Regions from separate parts of the Hordeum vulgare genome. Here regions 2 and 3 are each linked to region 1. A link is a contact called in public Hi-C data. All regions are on one chromosome and are shown on one strand. The core of a region is the stretch at or near the end of the contact, and the rest is flanking DNA. Distances in the headings are between cores, read along the strand shown.

The links. A called contact is a pair of places that touch in the nucleus more often than the background predicts.
Region 2: a contact with region 1 is called in a Hi-C map of leaf, with 5 times the contacts expected there. The contact joins the promoter of LOC123407308 here to the promoter of LOC123410851 in region 1. A contact is called at or near these places in 3 of 6 Hi-C or Micro-C datasets (leaf and seedling).
Region 3: a contact with region 1 is called in a Hi-C map of seedling, with 3 times the contacts expected there. The contact joins the enhancer-like site here to the promoter of LOC123410851 in region 1. A contact is called at or near these places in 4 of 6 Hi-C or Micro-C datasets (leaf and seedling) and 1 of 1 datasets of contacts at active chromatin or transcription factors (embryo).

What each region holds. Positions count from the first base shown.
Region 1 is chr7H:228,266,577-228,269,769 of MorexV3_pseudomolecules_assembly, forward strand. LOC123410851 (BAG family molecular chaperone regulator 1) reads right to left here and starts at 1,628. Exons shown (of 2, transcript XM_045103787.1): 1 at 793-1,628; 2 at 1-670. The coding sequence starts at 1,281. The coding sequence ends at 188.
Region 2 is chr7H:228,629,269-228,632,461 of MorexV3_pseudomolecules_assembly, forward strand. It overlaps LOC123407308 (non-specific lipid-transfer protein C4-like), which reads left to right and starts at 1,479. Exons shown (of 3, transcript XM_045100413.1): 1 at 1,479-1,495; 2 at 1,898-2,166; 3 at 2,280-2,400. The coding sequence starts at 1,479. The coding sequence ends at 2,287. LOC123407307 (plant UBX domain-containing protein 8-like) reads right to left here. Exons shown (of 10, transcript XM_045100412.1): 10 at 2,845-3,193. The coding sequence ends at 3,140.
Region 3 is chr7H:227,930,860-227,934,052 of MorexV3_pseudomolecules_assembly, forward strand. No RefSeq gene overlaps it. Among protein-coding and RNA genes, the nearest start is that of LOC123410851, 340 kb to the right of the region's middle. Within about 2 kb of position 1,677, at least 3 of the 3 cell types and tissues checked have open chromatin away from gene starts, as enhancers often do. A contact at or near this core is called in leaf and seedling, where this site is marked.

The DNA of each region.
Region 1 (3,193 bases), core at 378-2,877:
CGGAGCACAATCATATCACTGGAGCTGTTGCCTTTTTCTGAAGAGATCAATATACACTCGAAAAGAAAAAAAGAAAGATGGAGAGAGAAGAAGGGAACAATGTGACAGTTGACGGAGATGAGGCTGATCGAGCCAATGAACGTGTACACGCATGTGGCGGGTGGGTGGCCCCATCCCGCAGGGACGTCTAGAAGAGCTCCCACTCGAACCTCGGGGACGGCGAGGTGGTGGTCGCGAGCGCCATGGTGGACACCGGTGCCGATGACGATGAAGAGGGCGCGGAGGACAGCAGGTCGAACGTATCCCAGCTGGCCGTCGCGGTCTGTGGCGCGGGGGCGGTCGCCGTGGTGGGCGCAGCGGGCTGGAACTGGCGGCGCTGCTGATGCTGCTGTGCCGGCGGCGGACGAGGGGGCAGGTGCGGCGCCCGGGCCTTGTTGGGCGTGGCAGCAGGTGTGTTGTTGGTCTTGGTCATCTTGGCGCGGATGGCGTCCAGCGTCTCCACGTTCTTCTGCACCCGCTTCTCCTGGATCCGGCGCTGGGCCTTGACGTCGCCGTCCGCGACGATGGCGTCCAGCTTGAGCAGCTCGCTCATCAGCGCCTCGGTGAGCGTCACCAGGTCCGCCTCCACCACCTTGCCGCCCTTGCTAACGATCGTCTCCAGCGCCGACACCTGCGAAGCACGCACGCCCACCCATGAATATCAAACAGGAACAGGAGTAGGGAGGATTGGATGCGATACGCGGTGATGGAAGGAAAGGAAAGGAAGCTGAGAGCTGAGAGCTGAGAGCTGACCTTGGACGCGAGCTTGTCGACGTCGAGGCTGACGCGTGAGACGGCCTTGGCGGCGCGCTGGGCCTTGGCATTCCGGCGCTCCTCGATGAGGCGCTTGGCCTGGGCGGTGGGGTCCTCGAGCAGCGTCATCTTGGAGCGGTCCTTGACGCCGACCATGTCGAGGAAGGCCTTGGAGTCCCGCTCCCTGTCCTTGTACACCACCTTCTGGTCGTCCGGGTGCAGCCCCGTCTTCTCGGACATGAGCTTCTTGAGCTCCCCGAAGGAGGCCTGGGAGTTGATGTACACCTCGTGGTACACGCCGGCGTACTTGACCTTCACGCGGATGGTGGGGACGGGCGCGCCGCCGGGGGGAGGGTCCGAGTCCGGGGTGCGCTTCTGCACCAGCATGCCGCTCGGCCGGACCTCCCACACCTCCTCCTGCACCGCGGCCGCCACCGACTCCCTCATCGGGGAGAATGCCGCGGGCCTCTCATCCTTCCCGCGCATCATCTTCGCTTCGGTCTCCTCCTAATCCTAATCCTAATCAATCAAGCTTGTGTAGTGATGGCCAGAGCCGCAGAGGCTAATCTATCTAGCTAGCCTAATCAGTGTTGCTATCGATGCTCTCTCTCTCTCTCTCTTTCTCTATGTGCTAGCTGTGCAGGAAGAGGCTGCAAGAAACCAAAATTGCGATCCCCAATTGGAGAAATCAGGAAGAGGAGGAGGAAGAAGAAGCAAGTGGGTGTCAGGTTGTGTGGGAGGGAGGGACAGGGTACAAGTAATAAGAGACAGGGCGGGGCGTGGAAGGGGAGCAGAGAAATATTTATAGTGATAGATAAATAAGAACGAAGCAAGCGAGCAACATGCAGTTTGTTAAACAAGTGTTGGTGTGGGGGCTCTACACAATGGCATTGCACGCTTGCACCTGATCTCGCTGTAAATTGACCTGAAATTACGGCTAGGTTTTCACCCAGTGATGATCAGTGTCATCAACGTACGGCTGGGTGTGCAGGGCCAGACAGGAGGGAGGTACTAGTAGTACGAAGAAGAGACAGTAACCGCGCGCGGGCTGAGTGGTCGAGGTGGCGCGTTTCCGTGTAGGAGTACCTACGCTTGAATGGATCGACGCGTCCGTTCCGGGTTGGTGAGGGGTTCGGGTGGGTGGCTCGGGTTGGTGGTTGGTTGCAATTGGGCATTGGCTTGCCCTGGACGGCTCCATCCATCCATGGATCTCCTCATCTGCTCCCTCCTTCTCACCATCGTTGCCGGCCTTCGCCTCCAAGCAAAGCCAGGCCACCCCGCCTGTTTGTTTGAGGCGATCGAGCTCGCCGGCCGCTTCACCGGTCCTATTCGTTCCCCTCCTACCTACTACTACCAGATTTCAATTGAATATTCTTTTCATATGGATCGGCATTTGCATGCTTCATGTGCACACCATTGTAAAGTCTTTTCTCCTTGTGAACCTTGGAGTGTACGTAGGAGTAGGAGTACGTACGTGGGCGTTGACAGAAATATGCCATATATCTATCTATCCAGCCCAAGTGTCGGTCTCTGGGAGGAACCAGCGGGAGAGCATCCTTCATTCGCCAATCATGCATGCCTTGGAACTTGGAAGTCGGGACACCCAAGCTTGTTTGCATATTTTGATTGTATGCTAATTGTTGCTGCTATGATGGAACCTGGAACACTTGGGGCGTGTTTGGTTCCCTGGTTAGCTTCTGGCTGCATCGCATGAGGGATCCAGGATGAGTATGGCCAGGTTGACTTGATGCAAAGATGAGAAGAGATGAGTGTTTGGTGAACATGCATGAGATGGCTGCACCAGATGGGGAATGGAGATCGGCAGGGCGGGGCGGTAGGATCCGGCGCGCAGCGACTTGACCATGGCAGGACGGCAACGGCGCCTGGGAGAGGAGGACGGCGGCGGCGCCTGGGAGAGGAGGGCGGCGGCGGCGCCTGGGAGAGGAGGACGGCGGCGGCGACGCCTGGCAGAGGAGGAGGGCGGCGGCGCCTGGGAGAGGAGGGCGGCGGCGGCGCCTGGGAGAGGACGGCGGCGGCGACGCGTGGGAGAGGACGGCGGCGGCGGCGCCTGGGAGTGGAAGCGCAGGTGCAGGCGGGAGGCTGCATCGCAGGAACGCTCGATTCCTGCGTTCCTCTCAGCCTGGCTAAGGGGCTTGCTTTTGCATCAGCTAGGTCAGGCTAGGGACACCGCACAGGACACCAAACAGGTTAGATTTTGCATGCCTAGTGCGATGCAGATGCGAGCAGAGAAACCAAACACGCCCTTAGGTGCTGCTGTGTGCATGGGTACAGTAGACCTGATCGTCCCACAGCTCGTTCCGTGAGGCAGGCTGTAATCCAATTGCATGGTGGGCATGCGTGCAAGTCACATGCGGCCTACGCGCCATGCACATGTGCCTGC
Region 2 (3,193 bases), core at 229-2,728, 360 kb after region 1:
GACGGAGGGAGTATTTCTTTTTCTTCACCTTTTGTATGTTTTCTTTTTGTTTGTTTTTTGTTTTCATTTTTGTTTTCCGTTCGTTAATTAGATTTAAAACTTGTATTTAAAAAATACATGGATTTAAAAAAATGTTGATTTTTTGCTGAAAAAACATGAACACCCTAAGACGTGAAACTTTTTTCTTCTCCCAACGAGTGACTCCAACACGCCTATGGTTCCGTCGCCTCCCGCCACCACTATTGCCGATATGCATCGTCTCTCCTCGCATTAGGCCATGGAGGCACAATGGATCCAAGCCATTGCCGATGGGAGGACTTCTACTTAATTTCTAGTTTTTTTTGTTTAGGGCTTGGACCTTGCTTAGGAAGACGAGGCGACGATGGATCCCTGAAGATGGAATAAGGTTTTTCACCTAATCCCGTCTCCATGGTGCGTTCGCGTTGTTGGATTTGGATGGCATGTGGACGTGTGTCTCCGACGGATCATGTCTTTGTTAGTCCGTGTTCGGGTCTCTACGGATTGGATTATTTTGATCTATGTCTCTGTGTTATCAGCGGCGGTTGTTATTTTAGTGTATTGGTTCTTTGAGGTCTTAGCATGACGACTTTCTAACTGTTTACTACAACAAAATTTGCCAAGCTTCTATAAGACAGACGCGATGACGATAATACGCCTTCGGCTGGTTCCAATGTTGGGCCAAATCTTTTGGTAGCTTTTTAGGGATTCTAGAATAAGTTGTCAACCACCCACCTAATCAAAATTATTTTTTCAAAAACCTACTAATCAAGTCTTAATTAGTAGGCTTTTATAGAAATAAATTTGGTTGGGCTTTTAAAAATAAGCTGGATAGAAGGCAACTTCTTTCAGCTTATTCTAAAAGCCATCAAAATAACTGGCCTTTATAGTCGTTGTTGAGTTGTCTATGGACATGAATATTTTTTTAATTACTTTTGATGTTATTTTGTACTATCATGATATTTGATGAGTCCTGCAAAAAAAATACATTAATAGTTTTTTTAAATGTGCAATGAAATCTTTTTGAATACATGGTAAACAATATTGCAATTCACGATGAACATTTTTTGAAATACCCGGCAAATATTTTAAAACTACATCGTAATTTTTCTTTCAAATACATCATGATTTTATTTTCAAAAACGCAAGATTTGATTTCCAAATACGTGGTGAACAATTTTATAATATGTAATGGACATTTTCATGAACATCAGACAAAGATTTTTCCGATACCCGACGAACAATTTTTGGTGAATACTTCTCGTTATCTGTGATGAATGTTTTTTCTTAATACCCGGCAAATGATTTGTAAATACGCAATGATATTTTCCAAATACATCACGAACACCTTTCAACTGCGCGATGAACATTTTTATTAATACGTAATGAACATTTTTCAAGGCTGCAACTGCAACTTCTTCTAGGTACCCCGCTAGCAAGAGCTGCCGACACCGGCATGCATGGCACTGGCAGCCGCGTACAGAAACAGATCCAGCAGTAGACTAAGACAACTGGACAAGCCCGCCGGAATTGTTATTTAAAAAAAAACTGTACAAACCGCCGGAAAAGAAGCGAAGATCTCAAGAGCGTGATGCGCCCAGGCGCGTGACGATCGTTCGGTAGCTCACACAAAGCCTGCAGGTGCTCGAACGGCTGCTCCACCGCTCCCTCCGTGCATGGTGCGTCATCGCCTTCTAAGTTCCAGCTCTAGGTGAGCCATGCAAAGCTCGCCGCGCCTCCGCCCTTCCTCAAATCCGTATAAATACCACAGCGCGTCGGCGTGCACTGCAACAGCGAGCCAGCCAGCCAGCAGAAGCTCGAGGAGCCCACGCCAGCGTTTGAGAGAAGAAGACGTTACGTACGGTACGATGGCGCCGAGCACCGTTCCGCGCGCGCTGCTGGCCGTGTCCCTCGTCCTCCTGGTGGCCGGCGGCCTCGGGCCGGCGGCGGAGGCGCAGCGGCCGGGGGAGTGCGTGCCGCAGCTGAACCGGCTGCTGGCGTGCCGCGCCTACCTGGTGCCCGGCGCGGCCGACCCCAGCGCCGAGTGCTGCGGCGCGCTCAGCTCCATCTCGCGCGACTGCGCCTGCAGCACCATGGGCATCATCAACAGCCTCCCCTCCCGCTGCAACATCGGACAAGTCAACTGCTGTAAGCCCGCCCACAACCCTCCATGCATACATAATTCCTGTTTCGGTCTTGTTTATTTATACTCCTTTTCTAAGCTTGATTCGCTCTCCTTTTTCCCCGTGCATGAACGGCAGCGGCTTGAGGCAAAACGAAGAAACGATGCAAGCAAGTTACAGAGTAAACTACGGAGTAATAACCAAGGTGGTCATTTATGCCGTCGTTGCGGCGTGTCTGCCTCCACACGGCCGTCTCAGTTTCTGTTTCTCCGGTCTGTCATGTCCTCAGTTTCTGTTTCTCCGGTCTGTCATGTCCTGCTGTTGCTGTCGATCTCGACGCGTTAATAAAATGGACGATTTGATGCACGGTCACTAGTAGGAGTATTTCCTTCCTTGCATGCGTCTTCGAGCACAACGTACGTGCGATTTCACTTTTAACCTTGGCTCTTTGTTTTTCAATTCAAACTCGATGGAGTTGGAACGTAAATTTCATCATAGTAAATCCACGTAGCCACGTAGAAATATCAATGCTTAATTACTGATGCAGTAAATCCAGGTTGCCGTGTAGAAATATCAATACTACTGAATTCATTAAAAAAAAGTACTACTCCAATATGCGTGCTGGCGACTGCATCAGGTTGGCAAGCCCAAGCCACCGAGGTGACCGTGAGTCCATAATATGTAATGTGAACACCAATTGGGATATCTCACAAAAAACCTTATCATGATGTCCGCAAACTCGAATAACAGATCATGCAATCCAATAGCATAGATGAGCACCGTATATACATCCTGACTGCATGCCTAGAGTGGAATTGCGACACCAAGTACTACATAACGGAACTTACTATCACTGGATCATAAAACAAAAGAGGATAACCTTTCTCGACACGAATGTTCACGAGAAACCTTGCTAACTTTTCATCAACATATGCCAGATAGAAGTAAAAAAGGTATGAATCCCGAGTTGGATGTCATCCATTACTAAATCCTTCACACTATCCTGAAATTTGTTCTAGAAACAAGGCCTCCTGTTTGCTGTTGAGGCCCAC
Region 3 (3,193 bases), core at 427-2,926, 340 kb before region 1:
TCTGACGGGCCAGACAACGGCTACATACCCGTATGGGGTCCATCCTAGGTAATTCCCTCGATGCGCGTGCTCCAACGAGGAGGAAAGTGAGGGAGAATAAGAATAAGAATTAGAAGAAGAAGAAGGGAGACAAGGCACTTCCTCCCTGAAGACAAAGAGGGCGGCGTCCGAAGATGTCGTGGGGCCAACACCCTCTCCTTCCCCCAAACCCGAAGGCGCCTTGTGAAGGCCGCCGACGCCACGCCCCGCATGGCTCCCGCCACAGCCAAGGTTTCCCTTTCCACCTCGGAGGATGATCTCATCAAGTCGTGTAGGGAAAGACCACCACCGAGGTGGTATGACCTTTACAAGCTTTATTTCCAAAAGCGTTTCACGTGCACCGACTCCTCCCCCCCACAAAATTAATTAGGCACTTGTATTCTACAACCTGCAACGCTCCCGAATAAGCGACAATGACTCATCGACCGGGCTTCCCACGCATAGTGCGCCACAGGAGCATCTCCCTTCCCCTCCTTCCCATGACGGGCTAGGGGAGGTGACTTCTTAGCAGGCCTCACATGTGCTCACCACGAGGGACACCATCGATGTCCCTGTGGCTGAGGTGGGGACCTCGTTCCCCAAGGACCCACTTGGGGAAGGCCCTTCCTCCATGGAAGGGGAAAAGCTGGGGCAACCGATGACCTCGGCCCATGTTGGTCCAGAGCTACCTCGTCAGCCTACCACGGTGGCAGTCCTTCCTTTAATGGAGAGGATCAAGGTGGACCATCCATCCCCGCCTGCAGGAAGGCAAACGCCCATGGGTTGGACCAAAGAGATGGAGGCATTCATGACGGCCCCCTCCATCATCATCGAGCACCGCGTCCTTCTAGGCACGATGCTACAAAATTACCGGTCCCTCGAGCCCGGTATGATGCAGGCCTTTAAAGGGCTCTACAAGGCTTTAAGGTACCCTTTAATCATAAAAAAAGAAATTACATCAACACATAGAGTTGTTAGTACTAGATGTATCCGATAGCCGTTAGCGGATAAGTAGAAACTAAGTTGTGTGAAGACTTATACCACTACACCACAGCAGCCCCCGAGCCGATACAAAGATCTTACTCGAGGGTCTTAATAAAGAATAGAAAATTTATAAGGGCGAATGCATAGTTGCACCGAGACCCTGATTGGATAAATAATTCCTACCAAGGGATCAAATCTTCTAAGGAAGATAACAGTGTCTTTTTTAGGTGTTGGCCTCGGCTTCGGTATCCAACTCGAAAGAGTTGGAAAAACTGAATCATAAGCTCGATCGGTCCGAGAAGAACATGGATCTACTCAAGAAGCAGATGGAGGAAACCCAAGGTAAGTACCAAAAAGCTTTAGTATTTTAAATTTATACTTGAATAATGATGTGGCTGATTGGAGCTCTAAATCATACAGCTTCCTCCGTGGAGCTTGAAAGGCTCTGGTCCGAGCTGCAAAAATCTTAACAGGAAGTCAAGCAGCAAAGGGCTATAGCAAAGCGGGCCAGTGAAGAGCTGGACCAAGAAAAAGAGGTTGGCAAAAATCATGCGGCCCACGTCATGATGGTCGAAGAAGACCTGAAGGGGCTTTACGCTCAATGTGATACTACCATTTAGGAAGAGCTGGCCCAGGAAAAAGAGGTGACAACAGATACAGATTTGCCCATCTTATGCAAATCTGGCGTGCTTCAGAGGATACCATTTAGGGACTTGCCGTGGAGTACTTCAGACGCAGGCTCCCACTATGCCGCCCATCCTGATGATTCCGTGGATAAAGCCTCCTCGGCTCAATTCCAGGCGCCCGCGCACCCGCCTCTTGCGGGCAATCAAACGAAGCAACTGGCGGAGCTGTTCAGCGCGGTGTGTCTGGTAATGGAAGACCTCTGCGTCAACCTCTGGCCTGCCAAGCCGATATCGATAGCTTCTTCGGCATGGTGAACAACCTGCGAGATGCCAGTCCCAGGTAGATAACTAGAACCGGTCATCCTGTTTGGAGGATGCTGAGTGGGCATATGCGTCACTGATGGCGCATTTTCCGAAGATCAAGCCGCTGGACATTGCGTCTGGGCCTCCCGGAGGGAAGAATCGGACGCCCGAATAGTTTCTGACCGAGGTCCATTTAGGCACGTGAGTGACCAAAGCGCAATGTGCAAAGTTCGAACTACGTTTTTAAAGATACATCGGTATGCAGAGGAGAAGTTTGTATAAAACAAGTAATATTATGCTTGTCGGTCGTTTTTATTTGACGTGTTATATTGACTCCAGTGCACCGTGTTGAATTCTGAAAGTAGCGAGTCGTCAGCTTCTACCCCTTATAGATGCTACGCGGGGTGTTCGTTAAAATGTGTGAACCATTAGCCAACGTCTCTGGGCCCCCTAGACGGTTGTGTATTCGAACGAACTATGCAATCATACTATGGTGGCTTTATAAATTTCACTTAGTCATATGAGCTTAAATTGTGGGGTAATTGACCTAGCCCCGGTGTAGTTGTGATCGTACTAGCCGAGGAGCACCTATTTTAACACCTCGGTTCTTGTGACGAAAACCCTTCATTTAACACGGCATAACCACTAATGATATTTAGTTTCACACGGTCTTCGGATCTCCAATCAGTTTACGTCAATCGTGGCAGTCAATTTTCTGCTTTCTCCACTAATGCGCTTGATCATTCGAGCTGGAAGCACAATTGTTGTGGTTCTCCCTTTACACTCATATCCGAACAAAGCGGAACATAGGAGGCAAGCACAAGAGCCGGGTAACCCAAACATTGACCAAAATCACAATTCAAAACTGATGCATATAATGCGATATCTGAAACGCCGAACAGTTATCACGCTTGAACAGAGGATCGAACGTGAATCCAAGCCCCGGTTGAAAGACGGACTCATCTGTATGTTTCACATGTGATGGTGTCCTGGACTAGGGGGTACTTACCATATCATCTCCCCACCAGGTGGGTCGGACCGAGAACTCCCATGGCGGTTTAATAATGGGCTACTTCGGGCAGCCCATAATGCATACAAGGGAGATTTCACGAGACTTGGCACATAAGACAAGGACTCCTCTAAACCCTAGGCCTCTGGTACATTATATAAACCGAGGCCATAATAGTCAATAAGCAATTTCATATTCATTACAAGAATCTCGTGGTAGATACCTGTACTATGTGCTATCCCCATCTCAATAC